Linked DNA regions of Sus scrofa: regions 2 and 3 are each linked to region 1. Evidence: chromatin contacts called from public Hi-C and promoter capture Hi-C data. All regions are on one chromosome and are shown on one strand. The core of a region is the stretch at or near the end of the contact, and the rest is flanking DNA. Distances in the headings are between cores, read along the strand shown. Region 1 overlaps CHD9 (chromodomain-helicase-DNA-binding protein 9). Region 2 holds the start of CHD9 (chromodomain-helicase-DNA-binding protein 9). Region 3 overlaps CHD9 (chromodomain-helicase-DNA-binding protein 9).

What was found. Promoter capture Hi-C pulls out the DNA fragments that hold promoters and counts their contacts. Hi-C and Micro-C count contacts between places; a contact is called where the count stands out from the background.
Region 2: a promoter capture Hi-C map of liver shows a contact between it and region 1, with 6 times the contacts expected there. The contact joins the promoter of CHD9 here to the enhancer-like site in region 1. A contact is called at or near these places in 1 of 5 promoter capture datasets (liver), 17 of 47 Hi-C or Micro-C datasets (alveolar macrophages, blood, embryonic fibroblasts and 9 more) and 2 of 2 datasets of contacts at active chromatin or transcription factors (alveolar macrophages and skeletal muscle).
Region 3: a contact with region 1 is called in a Hi-C map of liver, with 3 times the contacts expected there. The contact joins two enhancer-like sites. A contact is called at or near these places in 1 of 5 promoter capture datasets (liver), 13 of 47 Hi-C or Micro-C datasets (alveolar macrophages, blood, embryonic fibroblasts and 6 more) and 2 of 2 datasets of contacts at active chromatin or transcription factors (alveolar macrophages and skeletal muscle).

Annotation. Positions count from the first base shown.
Region 1 is chr6:32,011,413-32,016,334 of Sscrofa11.1, reverse strand. The region is part of intron 1 of CHD9 (chromodomain-helicase-DNA-binding protein 9); the gene reads left to right. Among named protein-coding and RNA genes, the nearest start is that of CHD9, 58 kb to the left of the region's middle. Within about 2 kb of position 2,219, at least 77 of the 83 cell types and tissues checked have an H3K27ac peak or open chromatin away from gene starts, as enhancers often do. A contact at or near this core is called in alveolar macrophages, embryonic fibroblasts, epiblast stem cells and 6 more, where this site is marked.
Region 2 is chr6:32,069,713-32,074,634 of Sscrofa11.1, reverse strand. CHD9 (chromodomain-helicase-DNA-binding protein 9) reads left to right here and starts at 2,660. Exons shown (of 40, transcript XM_021094174.1): 1 at 2,660-2,783.
Region 3 is chr6:32,053,526-32,058,447 of Sscrofa11.1, reverse strand. The region is part of intron 1 of CHD9 (chromodomain-helicase-DNA-binding protein 9); the gene reads left to right. Among named protein-coding and RNA genes, the nearest start is that of CHD9, 16 kb to the left of the region's middle. Within about 2 kb of position 2,592, at least 40 of the 83 cell types and tissues checked have an H3K27ac peak or open chromatin away from gene starts, as enhancers often do. A contact at or near this core is called in embryonic fibroblasts, liver, mesenteric adipose tissue and 3 more, where this site is marked.

The sequences.
Region 1 (4,922 bases), core at 970-3,469:
TCCACAAAGCTTAGTTACAAAGAATACTACTAAGGTTTAAGAAATAAGTGAAAACCAGTCACTGAGCAGACAAAATAGAGGTCACAAAACTCATGTGCTTAACTCACAGGAGAGCCATACAGCAAATCTTTACTCAAAACTTGAGAGTCTAAACTGGTAGAGTTTATCTGTGTCTAAGTAGATGCACAGTAGACTAGCATCATGAAACAAAACAAAACAAAACAGGGAAGAAGATTGTTAGGTAGAAGAATGGAGAATTGTCAGCCCAGTAGTGAGAACGGAGACACACCAAACAAAAGAAAACAAAACCAAAAACAGATTTAAATTTAATCATAAAACAGCATTTTACAGGTCACTTATTGTAGGGACAAGTAGATCTGCATAATTTTAGAATGCAGTAATGTTGGTAATGATAATGATGCTTCTTTCTTTCTTCTTCTTTTTTTTTTTTTTTTTTTTTTTGTCTTTTTAGGGCCTCACCTGAGGCATATGGAGGTTCCCAGGCTAGGGGTCTAATCAGAGCTATAGCCACCAGCCTACACCACAGCCACAGCAACATGGGATCCGAGCCCTGTCTGCGACCTACACCACAGCTCATGGCAACGCCAGATCCTTAACCCACTGAGTGAGGCCAGGGATCGAACTCCTCAACCACATGGTTCCTAGTCAGATTGGTTAACCACTGAGCCACGAGGGGAACTCTGATAATGATGCTCCTTAATCACCAAGTGGAAGTGTTTTTCAAAGAGCTATATTCAAGAAATCGTGAGTTTTCTTGGGGAGAAAAGTAGTATAAATAGGTAAAGTTCCCATTTCAATGGAATATCTTATTTTCCTATGATGCCAGATAAATAAGGTATTACTGGCCCTGGATTTGACTCAACAGGTTGAATTTGCAAACTAAGGTGGTATTCAAATAAGTAGTGTAAGGATCTGGGAAATGAACTGTTTCTGTGCATTTATCCTAGTATGTGGTTGTTAGTAAGTATCCTTTAGTGGAATCGAAACTGTAATTGTAACTTCTCTCTCAGGGTTTTCTCCCAGCCCCTTCAGTACCTCAGTTAAACAGAGTTGTGTTGATCTACTCAGGGGAGCTTCCTGGGGGACTTTAAAGAATGAAATTACTTGGCAACTAGCACTCTGTGTACCACCGCCAGTCCACTCTGGTCAGGCACAAACAAGCACAGTGATAGTGCTCTCGTTTCTTCGTGGAGACTGAAGATTTCTGTCAACTGTAAGGTGAATGTTAAATATCACCGTTCAAGGATTTGAAACGGTAAACAGTTTCTAGCAATCATAAGGTAGGCCGACTGAAGATTTAACATTCCATTATTTTGTATTCTGTCATTGGAACGTTTTAATCAGGCATAAAGCCAGCTCAGGGCCTGAAAGAGAGAGATGGTAGAATTTTAGAGCCAGAAGGCTTTTAGAAAATGTGTCCAGCCTCTTCATTTTACAGAAGGGAAAACGGAGGCCCTGGGATATGTTATGATTTAATGTAGGTCACTCAGTTAATTAGTGACAGACCGACAGGGAACCCAGGTATGCCCACACCTTCGCAGGCCAGTGGTTTCTGGTACGCTCCCTACTCCTGGACCAGGGTCACCACCTCTCTCCCCTTCCTTTTTAAATTTTTTTTTGGAGAGGAGAATGTGTTCTTTATTTCCTACCACAGCTGTACAATTTAGAACACGGCTTTGAGCATCGGAAGACTAGGTGTCAACCCCAGCCCTCCACCACTTGAGGTGCACACTCTCTCTAGATCAGGACTCAGGCTGGGTCTATCCTTAGCCTGGCCCCTTTTACAGCGGCAGGTGCTTAAGCACCTGGACTGAATCGCGGCATCATCTCTGGAGACAATCTCCTTGCTCCCGATTTTGCAGCACAGGCGTGTCCCACGAAAAGAGAACACGGGTCCAAAGCCACGGCGGTGTCAAGAGGGAGGCTCTGGAAACCCTCGCGGTTCCTCGGCTGCCCACGCTGGCGGGGAGATGCCCAGCGTGTGAATGACCTCGGCGCCGACCCCGCCACCGGTCAGCTCGCGGCCAGGGCGTGCCTGCCGGGCCTGACGTGGCGGCGGGGCCGCGGGGAGGGGAGAGGCCGCCGCGAGGGTGCGGCCTGACGTGGCGGCCGCGGCGGGGAGGCGAGGAGAGCCCGGGCCACTGCACTGCCCCGCGCTCCGGCCAGAGGGCGCCCGGCCCCAACACTTCCCCGCCCCGAGGCCGCCCAGGGCTCCGGGAGTAACCGCACCGGCGATTGGGTCGGCGGCGCGGAGGGGCCATGTTGGAGCCAGGCGGCGACCCCGCCTCCCGCCGCCCTTCGTCCCAGGTCTGGCCGGACCTTGCGGGCAGGGGAGCAGCGGAGGGGACCCTCCCTCTTGGGTCGCCTGACGCCGCAGGAGCGGCGGCGGCAGCCGCGGCAGTGTCAGCGGCCCCTCGGAGGCCGGGCCAATCAGCGGTGCGGGCACAAATATGCAAATGGCGCACCGGTGCTGCCGGAGTGCCGCTCGCAGGGGCTGGTGGGGTCGCGCTGGGGGAGTGAACTGGGCCAATCAGGCGGGTGCGTGGCGGCGCGGGGGAGGCGGTGCCCCTTCACTCCTCCCTCGTCTCCCTCCCGGCCCCGCGCTGACAGGGGGGCCTGGCCGCGCCGCCGGTAAGTGTCGCCGCCGCCCGTTGCTGCCACCCGCCGCCCCAGGCGTCGGGAGGAAGCCCGAGGGCGCCGCGGGGCAGCGGCCGCTGCTCAACTGGTGGGGAGAGGCGGGGGCGGGTTCTGTCAGCCGGGTGGTCGCTTGAGGCCGTCCCCGCCCGGCCAGCCGCGCGTGTCAGTCTCGGTCGAAGCGGGGGGCGGCGGGGGCGCCTCAGTCATGGCGAAGCCCGAGAGCCCGCGAGCGGCGGTGAGTACGTGCCGCCGCCACCGCCGCCGCCGCTCGGCCGGGGTAGGGGGGTCGGGGCAGGCCCGGTCGCGCCGCCGCCGCCGAGGAGGTGAGGGGCCGGCCCCCGGGGGCTGGCGTGCGTACGCGCGCGGGGAGCCCGGGGAGGGGGCGCTGCCCGCACGTGCGGCCCTGCCTGCTCGCGGCCCGCCCCGCGCCTGTCATGGCTGCGGGCAGCTGCCCCCGCCCCTCCAGCCCGCAGACCCCGGGGTCGGGACCCGGCTGCCGCGCCTGTTGCGTCGCTTGGAGGTGAGGGCAGGGCGTGGGTGGGTAGCCCCCCCCCTTTCCAGCCCCGCGTGAGGTCAGGGCCTCCTGGTCTGTTCGCTTCCCTCCGGAGGGTCGGGCTTCCCTCCATCCTGCAGCCTCTTCCCCCGCCCTCCAGCTTTCTCGCCTCCGTGACTCATGACAAGGCGTCCCGCGCGAGCGCTAGGTGTCCTCGAGCCCGGGACGCCCCCGGCGCTTTCCCAGGCCTGGCCGCCGGGATCACGACCGCACTACCTCTGCGTGAACCTCCGCCCCGAGGGGCAGCCCCGAGGGCCCCTCCACGTCTGAAGCGGCCCGGACCCTCCCAGCCCCTGTGCGTATCTGGCCTCTGCCGCGACTGCTGCTTTCTTGGGATCTGGGTGTGGGACGTGATGGGTGGTTCCAGGACTCACTTTGCCGACATCCATCCCAAAGCCAGGCATGACCCTGAAAGCCTGGGTGTCTGATTGGCTTGTCGCAGTCGCCAGCTCTGGGTGGTTTCTGTTTGTTCCTTTTTTTTGTTTTTTTGTTTTTCTTTTTTTTTGCCCCCCCTTTTAAAAAGAAAATAAAACTTCAGAACAAAGTAGACAAGAATTTTTAAAATTGTGATATTAACAGTGTTACACGGTTACTTTCTTGCAAGACTGATATTTGACACTTGTGAATTGTATCCATTTATATGAAATACTCATAACTACTTCAGAGTCCCCCCCATTGAATAAAGTTTGTCTTCATTAATACAGTCACCATCACAATTTACTTTCTCAGTTTTGCATTCTACTTTTTCATCCTTTCCTTTTCTCTGATTTCACACTCTCCATTTCTACTTTAAGTAGCAACAGGATCGTGAACAGAATAGAGGGTTTGTCTTTGTAATGTTACTCTACCTAAACTCTGCATAATTGTTAAAGTACTTAAAACCTTTGGGTCTACAAACACTTGAATGTACAGAAGGTGAACTCAAGGGAGGAGTCCACATTGCAAAGGGAGTGTTGTGTGTGTTTTTGTTGGGTTTTGTTTTTGCAGTGCAAAAGGATGAACATTTTTCTGTTGGATTTATAGAACTTGAATGTGACTTTTTGCTAATAGCAAGTTGCACAGCCTTCCACATGATTGGTATTTGATAAATATTTGCTAAATGGAAAATGTCTGTTGCCCCAAGCAAGTAAAACCATGTATCTTCCAAGATTTTTCTTGCTATGCTTCTGTTGCCTTAACGCTTCATGTTAAGTATTTACAGTCTGAGTTCCCATTGTGGCTCAGTGGGTTACAACCTGTCTGGTATCCGTGAGGATATGAGTTCAATCCCTGGCCTTGCTCAGGGGATTAAGGATCTGGCCTTTCCACAAGCTGCTGTGGTAGGTCGCAGATGTAGCTCAGATCTGGCGTCACTCTGGCTGTGGAGTAGGCCAGCAGCTGCAGCTCTTATTCAACCCCTAGCTCAGGAACTTCCATATGCTGCAGGTGCAGCAGCCCTAAAACGAAAAAATAAATAGTTACAGTATGCAACAAAGTATTGGCAGGTCTCAGTCCTTGGGGAGTTTCCTGTAGAGTGTAGATCATATAATACAAACATAAAATGATCTGGGAAAAAACAAAAAGTAGTTGCCTCCCAGGTTTGCTTCTGGTTTCTTAAATACTGTGAACCTTAGTTTTCTCTGGTTCTGCAATTCTGTGATTCTAAGTATCCCATGAGAGCTTCCTCTGAAATGCAAAAATTATACTTGGATTTAAGTGTAACAAAAGGCAG
Region 2 (4,922 bases), core at 1,411-3,910, 58 kb before region 1:
GAATCGCAGAGGTTATAATCCAGGACTTTGCCCAGGCAGGCCTTGGGGCACAGTAGGGTGGAGTGTGGGCAGGAGGAGGCAGCCCTCGCAAGAACTGAGGCAAGAGCATTCTGGAAGTGACTCAGACACTTTAAAGTGACAGACTAGAACATGTACCCTTGTCTGACCGATTCACCTTCACCAGGGCACCAGCTGGCCCTGAAGAGGCTGAGGTGTTCCCTGGTCCCTGTCCTTCACACACACCCACCCCTTGCCCCTCCTGGCATTGCTCACAGGTACAGTGGGCAATGTACCTCTCCCTCCTCCTCTGCTCTGAGCACCTGACACCAGCACAGAGAGGACAAAGATTAAGCAGGTAGATGCAGATGGGGGTAGAGGGGTTGGCACAGGCCTCTGTCACAAAGTGTCTCTAATATTTCCACTGGTGAACTTACCCCCAGATATCTCCGCAGAGATAAACTGCCTTAAAAGAAGAAACTGCTTTTGCAAAATTGTCTCCAACACCAGGGCATTCTCTGCCTTTGGCGCCATATAAATTGATTTTTTTTTTAATCTTTTTGTCTCTTGAGGGCTGCACCACAGCATATGGAGGTTCCCAGGCTAGGGGTCTAATCAGAGCTGTAGCCACTGGCCTGCACCAGAGTCACAGCAATGCCAGATCCTTAACCCACTGAGCAAGACCAGGGATCGAACCCATGACTTCATGGTTCTTGGATTCGTTTCCACTGCACCATTATGGGAACTCCAAAATTGGTGGGTTTTTTTGGTCTTTTTTTTTTTTAGGGCCACACCTGCGGCATATGGAGGTTCCCAGGCTAGGGGTCTAATCGGAGCTGTAGCCACCGGCCTACACCACAGCCACAGCAACTCGGGATCCGAGCCACATCTGCGACCTACACCACAGCTCACAGCAACGCTGGATCCTTAACCCACTCACTGATCGAGGCCAGGGACCGAACCTGCAACATGTTTCCTGGTAAGAGTCGCTTCTGCTGCACCACGATGGGAACTCCCAAAATTGATATATTTTTGAAAAACAAGTCCACAGCACAATATTGTAAGTCAGCTATACCTCAATAAAACTCTAAAAAATGAAAGAAAAAAACATCATGAGAATTCCCATCATGGCTCAGTGGTTAACGAATCTGACTAAGAACCATGAGGTCGTGGGTTCGATCCTTGGCCTTGCTCAGTGGGTTAAGAATCTGGTGTTGCTGTGAGCTGTGGTGCAAGTTGCAGACACAGCTTGGATCTGGCATTGCTGTGGCTGTGGTGTAGGCCAGCAGCTGTAGCTCCGCTTAGACCCCTAGGCTGGGAACCTCCATGTGCTGGGGGTGCGGCCCTAGAAGACAAAAAAGAAAAAAAAATCATGTACTTAAGAACTCAATCACATAGCTTTGCATTTTTGTGTGTTAAAAGTGTTGATATGGAATGTATAAGCGAGGAGATCCTGCTGTATAGCACTGGGAACTATATCTAATCACTTGTGATGGAGCAGGATGGAGGATAATGTGAGAAAAAGAATGTGTGTATATATATGCATGTGTGTGTGTGTGTGTATGTGTGTGTGTGTGTGTGTGAGAGAGAGAGAGAGAGAGAGAGACTGGATCACTGTGCTGTACAGTAGAAAACTGACAGGACACTGTAAACCATCTATAATGGAAAAAATAAAAATCACTAAAAAATTAATAAAAAATAAGTGTTAATAAGTGTTACATAAATGTGAATTCAACAAAGGCAGAGATTCTGAGGTGCTTAAGTCTGCGTCATAACCCTTGTGCATAGGAAAGCGGCACATAGTAGGTGCTCAGTTAACATTTATTGAAGGAAGAAATAAATGAAATGTACACATTTAAAATAATCCACCATCTTCCTGACCTTGAGAACCAATTAATAGGTGCTCAGTCAAGGGCAGTGCTCCTCCAACCCTGGAGACAATTGGAAATATGAAATGTTGGTTTTAGTTGTCTCGGTGACTAAAGGGTGGCTATTCTAGGGGTCTTAAATGCCCTGCAGTGCCAGGATGGCCCCAACCAAAAAAAATGTCAATGGCATCCGGTTCAGAAACATAAACATCAACTTGCCAATTCCTAAGGGACCTGTGTCTCCAGACTCTACAGAATGTGACACAGACTGGGCGATTAATGAAGTTCAGCCAAAGAGACTGGAGGGAACCGGGAAGGAAGGCAACGGCTGGGGCGGGGACGGGGGGTGGCGGCAGTGGAGGGGGGTTAGGCAGGGCCAAAAGAGGGTTACTAGTAGAGAAGTAGAGAAAAGGCCTCCCGGCCTTGAGAGAAACCCAGGTCCCTTGCATCTTCTGATGTTCCCAGCATATTTAAAGGGCAGGCTATGCCAAATTGAAAAGCTTCTGGATGAAAGGCTAAGATCCCCGAGTCGGGCCAGGAAAATCCCAGGATGGCTCTCAGGCCAGCAGCCAGGGTCTGGCTGCCCCTCCGAGCTCCCAACAGAAAGTTCAGCAAGTTCAGGTCCTAGCGCCCTTCAGGGAGTGAAGGCCGTCCCACCCAGCCGGGATGTGTGCCCGGGGTGCGCAGCTTGTTGGAAAACCGCCCACGTGGGAAGCCCGGGCTGCATTTCCGCCTGAATCCGCCTGCGCTCCCACCTCCCAACCGATTCCCTGCGCGGCCGCCCCTCGCCCACTAGGTGGCGCCTGAGCTCTTGGTGGGCGCCTCTCCGGCGCAGACGAGAGCGACCGCCGAGCCCGGCGACAGATCGAACCCGAGTCCCAGGATTCCGGGAACTGGAGGGCAGCGCCGGCAGCCAAGGTAAGATTCCTGAGCCCCGGGCGTCTCCTGCGAACCTCTGTGGTTGGGGTGGGCAGCGTGGCGGCCGCCGAGCCCCGCTGGCCGTCTCCGCAGATGACCAGACTCGTCGCCGCGGCCGCACGTGTGGGTGCCTGCGGGAACCCGGAGACCCGGCATCTCCAAGCCAGGCCTAGAGGCAGAGCAGGACCCCGGGTCTCTCGCACACACACATCCTCCACTAGCCGGTGCCTCTGGAAAGCCTGCTCAGATTCCCGAACAGCCAGTCCTAGGAGGAAAAAAAAAAAAAAAAAGAGTTTCTGTTACCCAAAGCGACTGCAGCGTTGGAGCTGAGTGCACATTAGATCCAAAACACCATTTCTCAAACTTGCCTGCACGTTGGAGTCGCTTGGGAAGCACTGAAAAATACTGATGCCCCGTTTCCCTCTCACCCCACCCTCCTCCGAGACTCAGATGTAAGTGGTCTGAGTTGGGGCCTGGGCATCTGGAAATTTAAAGCTTCCCAGGAGATTCCAACTAGCCATCAAGTCTAAGGACCCTTGATCTAAAAAGATTGTAGAAAATAAAGCGGCCGACAGTTGTTGCAGCGAAGAATGCTGCTGCTGCTTCTCCTCCTCCTTCTTCAGCATGCCTTTGACAGGAAACATCTCCTTTGAGCTGTCAAACCCAAGATAACAAACCAACATCCTCCCTCCCCACAGGGCTGGTTCTAAAGAGGTTGAACTTGAAAGTGGACAGGGAACAGAAAGACACAGATGTAGAATATGAAAGAAGACTCTTGCGGGGGGGGGGTTCTCCTTATCCTGATCCCACAGGAAGTTCAGGGGGCCTCCTGGAGCTGCCATTATAATTTTAGTAAATGCTGCGCATACAGCAAAGCGGTTGTGAGCATGGGCTTGGAGTCCCCAGAGCCAGCCCTTCCTGGGCTGGATGACCCTTGAAAAACTCATGGATCCACTCCTCGCCTGAGTTTCTTCATCTGCAAAATGGGAGTGGAGCAGAAAGGTCTGAGAGTTGCTGTGGGAATGATTGACCGCCAGGGTCTGCTTGTGCCGGCCACTGTGCTAAATACTTTCTCTGCATTGCCACACTGACTCCTCACCATAGCTGAGGAGCCGGTGCTCAGAGAGGCCAAGAGACTTGCTCAGGGTTAAATAATAAGAGGCAGACCCTGTGTTTGAACCCAGGCAGTCTGATTCCAGAGCCCCTGGCAAAAGTAAAATAATCTGGGCGTTCCCTTTATGGCTCAGCCGAAACAAATCTGACTAGCATCCATGAGGACACAGGTTCAATCCCTGGCCTCGCTCAGTGGATTAAGAATCTGGCATTGCTGTGAGCTGTGGTGTAGGTCACAGATGTGGCTCAGATCCCAAGCTGCTATAGCTGTGGTGTAGGCCGGCAGCTGTAGCTCCGATTCAACCCCTAGCCTGGGAACCTCCATATGCCACGGGTGCAGCCCTAAAAAGACAAAAAAGACCAAAAAAAAGTGCAATAATCTGCTGTTTCCCTTATTGATGGAGAGAACATAGAAAAAGCACTTCACACAGGGCAGCTTATAGTGTCTCCTCCGTAAACACTAGCTGTCATTTCTGCCAAAGCACTTTCGCTGAACTGACTCATGCGTTCATAAACGGTACTGATTACTGAGGGCCTACTATGTACCAGGCAATTTTCCAGATGCTAGAGATAAAGTGGTAAGAGGTGAACCAGCCCCCAGTGTACTTACACACTAGCAAATGAGAGAAATGAGAAGAAAGTACAGTAGGTTCTTATTATTTGCAGATTGTGTATTTACCAATTCTCCCACTCACTCAAATTTATTTGTAACCCCCAAATCAGTATCTGTAGCACTTTTCATGGTCATACATGGATGTGAACAGTGTGGCCAAAAATTTCAGTTGCCAACACACATGTTCCCAGCTGAGATCAAAACAAGATGTCACTCTGCCTTCTTGTTTCAGCTCCGAGAACTATAAACAAGCGTCCTTTTTGTGGTCTGTTTAGTGCCATGGTTTTTTGTTTTGTTTCGTTTTGCATTTTTGTGCTTCGTGTTGGTGATTTTGCTGTTTAAAAATCACCCCCGAATATAGTGTCTAGCACCCTTAAGCACATGAAGGCTGCCATGTGCCTTATAGAGAAAAT
Region 3 (4,922 bases), core at 1,343-3,842, 42 kb before region 1:
CTTTTTATTGCTGTGCCTGTAGCATATTGAAGTTCCTGGGCTAGGGGTTGACTCGGAGCTGCAGCTCCTGGCCTCTGCTACAGCCAGGCAACACTGGATCCAAGCCACATTTGAGACCTATGCCGCAGCTTTCAGCAACACCAGATTCTTAACCCACTGAGGCCAGGGATCAGGCCAATATCCTCATGTCAGATTCTTAACCCATTGAGGACAGTGGAAACTCCAGTAACAGCCATTCTAATAGGATCTCATTGTAGATTTGATTTGCATTTTCCTAATGATTAGAGGTGTTGGACATCTTTTCAGGTACTGAGTGGTCATTTGAATATCTTTGGGAAAATGTCTGTTCAAGTCTTTTGCCTTTGTTTTGTTTTAATTTTATGGTGCAGCTGCAGAATATGGAAGTTCCCAGGCCAGGGATTGAATCCAAGCCACAGTGGTGACCTACACTGCAGCTGTGGCAACACTGGATCCTTTAACCCACTCTACTGGGCTGGGGATGGAACCTGCACCTCCACAGTGACCGGAGCCCCTGCGTTCAAATTCCTAACCCACTGAGCCTTTTTTGAATCACGTTGAGTTGTTTGCTTTGTTGTTGTTGAGTTGTAGGAGTTCTGTGTATATTCTAGATATTAATCCTTTATCAGGTATATGATTTGCAAATATTTTCTCCCATTCTGCCCTTTCACTCTGTGGTGTCCTTTGATACACAGAAGCTTTCATTTTTGATGAAGTTCTGTTTACTTATTTTTTTGTTGTTCTTGCCTGGGCTTTTGCTGTCATAACCAAGAAATCATTGCCAACTCTAATGTCATGAGCCATTTCCTTTATGTTTTTTCATAAGAGTTTATAGTTTTCGATCCTATGTTTAGGTCTTTGTTCCATTTTAGGTAATTTTTGTATATGGCACAAAGTAAAGGTTCAGCTTCATTCTTCTCCACGTGGATGTCCAGTTTTCCTAACACCACTTGTTGAAAAGACTATCCTTTCCCCATTAAATGATTTTGGCACCCTGTTGAAACTCATTTGACCATATCTGTGAGGGCTTATTTCTAAGCACTCTATTCCACTGGTCTACATGTCTGTCTGTATACCAGTACCAAACTGTTTTGATTACTGTACCTTTGTAGTAAGTTTCAAAATCATAAAATTTGAATTCACCAACTTTGTTCTACTTTTCCAAGATTGGCAATTTGGGGCTCTTGGAGATTCCTTATGAATTTTAGTATGTGTATTTCTATTTCTACAAAAGATGTCATTGGGATTTTGATAGAGATTGAATTGAATCTGTAGGTCACTTTGAGTAGTGTTGTCATCTTAAAATTAAGTCTTCCAATCCATGAACATGGGATGTCTTTCCATTTATTTGTATCTTCTTTAATTGCTTTCAGCAATGTTTTGCAGTTTTCGGCACATAAGTCTTTCACCTCCTTGGTTAAGTTTCATCCAAAGTATTTTCTTCTTTTCTGTGCTCACTTCCACTTTTTGGGGCTCCTGACATATTTAAAAACAAAGAAATACAAAACAGGATACCAGAATGGTGGTCAAATTAAACTGTATAGGAGTTCTCTGGTGGCTCAGAGGGATAAGGATTTGGCGTTGTCACTGCTATGGCTCTGGTTACTGCTGTGGCACAGGCTTAATCTCTGGCTCAGGAACTTCTGCATGCCACAGGCATGGCCAAAAAATAATAATAAATAAATAAACTGTATGATCCTCTCAGTGTTTCTCAAGGACAGCATATATACAGAGAGTGATAGAATTATATAATGTCAAAAGCCTGAGTCCCTTCATGAATGTGAGGTCTCCCTGTCTACTCACCGCCCCCCCTTCGATGGGAGGAAAGAGCCTGGGTGGTGGTTCTTTCTGAGTTAGAAGTGGGGATGCCATAATATTCCCTCAGGAGGGTCCTGCTGAGGGATCCAGCCAAGGGCCTTACGTCATCATAGACCTAATCAAAGCATCTTCCTAGAATGTGATGCTAAGAACATCCAGACTCCTTCAAAGCCTCAGGCTAGAAGACCCCAGAGTCCCAGGGTCATGGATTCTTTCTACTTGGAAAAAAAGCAGTCACCCAGAGGTACAGATGAAATAGAACAACCACCTTACCCACACCCATAGTCTTGCTAACCCCATGGGGATTTTGCCAGCTGTGTATCTGGCCCACCCCAGTTTCAGTTTGAAGGGTTATGTGAAGACAAAAGGTGATGAGAGTGTGGTGGGGGGGCAAGTCCCCATTCAGGCATTTCCCCCAACCTCCTGGAAGGCTTCCAAAAGGCAAGCCTCTCCTCTTTAGTCCTTCAACTATCTAGGGGCTTTCTTGACCTCGGGGTCTCTGGTGAAACTCCCTTCTTTTTCAGGCATTGGATGTATTTTGCTTCTCGTTTGCTTTTTGGGGGTTTTTTTTGGCCTTTGGGGATGCACATACCACACAACCACACACTCACGCACACACACCCCTGTCTGTATCACTCCAAGTGTCTGCAGAATTCATAGGCTCCAGTGTCTGGAGACATGGTCTCTGTCTCCTTTTCTAGCTTCTTTCCTCCTTCTCCTTCCTGCTAAAGCCTGTTGTTGTCTTATCCCCAGCCGGAAGCCTCATCTGTCACAGGGCCAGGTTCCTGGCCACTCACTCCATTCCAGCTGCTGCCCCAGCCAACTCCTATTTCCATAGCAACTGAAACTCATTTTTCCATCCCTGCATTTCCACTTTGGAAAGGAACCCCTTAATAGTCTTTTGAAAGGAAAAAAAAAAAAAAAAAACTGCGCTGCATCTGGCATAGTCACCTTGGACTGTGCAGAATTCCTAGCCTCCCCGACTCCCTCGGTCCCCTAAAGACCCTCCCCTACTTTCCTCCACTTGCCTCCACCCCTCTAATCCCCCATGGCTCCTGGCTCAAAAGCAGGCTTGAGAAGTCTGTGTGAGTCCCTTCTCTCTTTAAATTAATGCGCGATCACTCTGTGCTTTGCCAATCCGAGAAGCGGACGAGGTTAGAGGTTCAATCCCATTGCATCAGGTGACGCTAACCTGCGTCATCCGGGCTGTCTGTTTATTTACCCTGCCCCCTGGCTGGAGAGGTCAGAGGTTGCCTGAATATGTCATCTCGGAAGATGAAATTCCGACTCTCGGGCAGCATGACCCTGGGGTTTTGAGCAAGATTTGATGACGACTCTCCCAGTGCTGTGGCTTGGCTGGCAATACACATACAGGAACCTGGGAGTGTGATATGAAGGGATTTGGGAAAGATCTCCCCTCCCCCACCTCCAAAAGACTTTCCTTGCTGACCTGGCCCATCCCTAAGTGCCTGAAATGCCAGCATTGACTGTGAAGCCATTGGGCGGGCTCACACGCTGTTTCTCACCAAAGAGGTAACGAGCATGTTAAACTGTGGTCAGCCTGGACACTTCCACCCCCAGCACAGTGCCATGCACATGATACATGCTTAACTACTGTCTGTTGGGTCTTAGCATACAGTGGTTCAACAGACAACTGTCTCTGGATAGGCATATTTTGGCCAGAAGGGATTTTTTAATATTATTATAATTATTAGCCACTTTTTAAAAAATTGCCATTTCCCTGAACCACCCGCCACCATCGATTTAGATAACCGAGAGTCACATGCAAAGTGCAGGAATCAGTTTCTAGTCCAGCTGCTCCAAAAAGCAATGTGTGCTGGGAAAATAGAGTGCGGTTCAACCCCTGCAAGGGGAAGACACTGTTTGTCTAAACATGGGTCTTTATCCCTCCAACATGCTCCCCCCACCTGCTCCCGCCACCCGTCTGAGCCGGGCTTTTTGAGTCCCTCGTGATGTGTTTTTGAACGCAACGTGGGGGAAGAGCCTCCACGGTCTGTTCAGCCCCGGCTCTGAAAAATACAAGCTGCGTTTGACTGAACGACAGAAAGAAATCTGTCGCGCCAGGAAGCGTAGTAAATACCGTGACTCTCTGCAAATGCACACAGCCCCAACAGCTTTTTCCAGTCTGGAAAAATGAAGAGATGTGTCTGTGTGAAACCAGCCAAGTCTCCACCCCTCCTCCCTTTCCACCGCTCCACCCCCACCTCCTGGCAAGGCCTCCCACCCTGGCCCAGACATTCAGTCATCAGCTTTCATCCTTTGTGACTTGCTTTGCCCCAGGAAATAACATTGCCCAGGCTCTGGGGAGATACACCAGCCTCTCCCAGGCATCTTTGAGAGATGTCTGTCTGGTTGCGTCTTGCCAGTCATCTCCGACCTGGGCTGAGTTTGGCTCACAGCAGAATTGTGCAGGGAAGGAGGGTGGGGCTGGTGTCTCCTTTTCCCCTGCTCACTCCCTGCTTTCTCTGCCCTCCTCCACCTTCCCCCATTTTGCTTTGAAAGAACTTTTATCCCACCCCTGCTTCCATGAGACAGTGTTTAGAGGGAAGGCTTGCAATAGGTGAGGGTTTAAAAGCAGTCACTTTGGGAAGTTCCCGTTGTGGCTCAGCAGTAATGAATCCGACTAGGATCCATGAGGTTGGGAGTTTGATCCCTGGCCTGGCCTCGCTCAGGGGGTTAAGGACCTGGGGTTGCCCTGAGCTGCAGTGTAGGTCACAATTGAGGCTCAGATCCCGCGCTGCTGTGGCTGTGGTGTAGGCCGGCAGCTGTAGGACCCCTAGCCTGGGAACGTCCGTGTGTCGCAGGTGCGACCCTAAAAAGAAAAAAAAAAAAAAGGCGACACTCTGCCTAGCTTGCCAGGTGAATGTGTGTGTGTGTGTGTGTGTGTGTGTGTGTGTGTGTGTGTGTGTGAGAGAGAGAGAGAGAGAGAGAGAGGACAAAAGTATGAAGATTCTCTGCCTCTGTTGTAAATTGGAGTTTAAAAGTCCATTTGGGGAGTTCCATGGTGGCTCATTGGGTTAAGGATCCGGTATTGTCACTGTTCTGGCTCAGGTTACTGCTGTGGC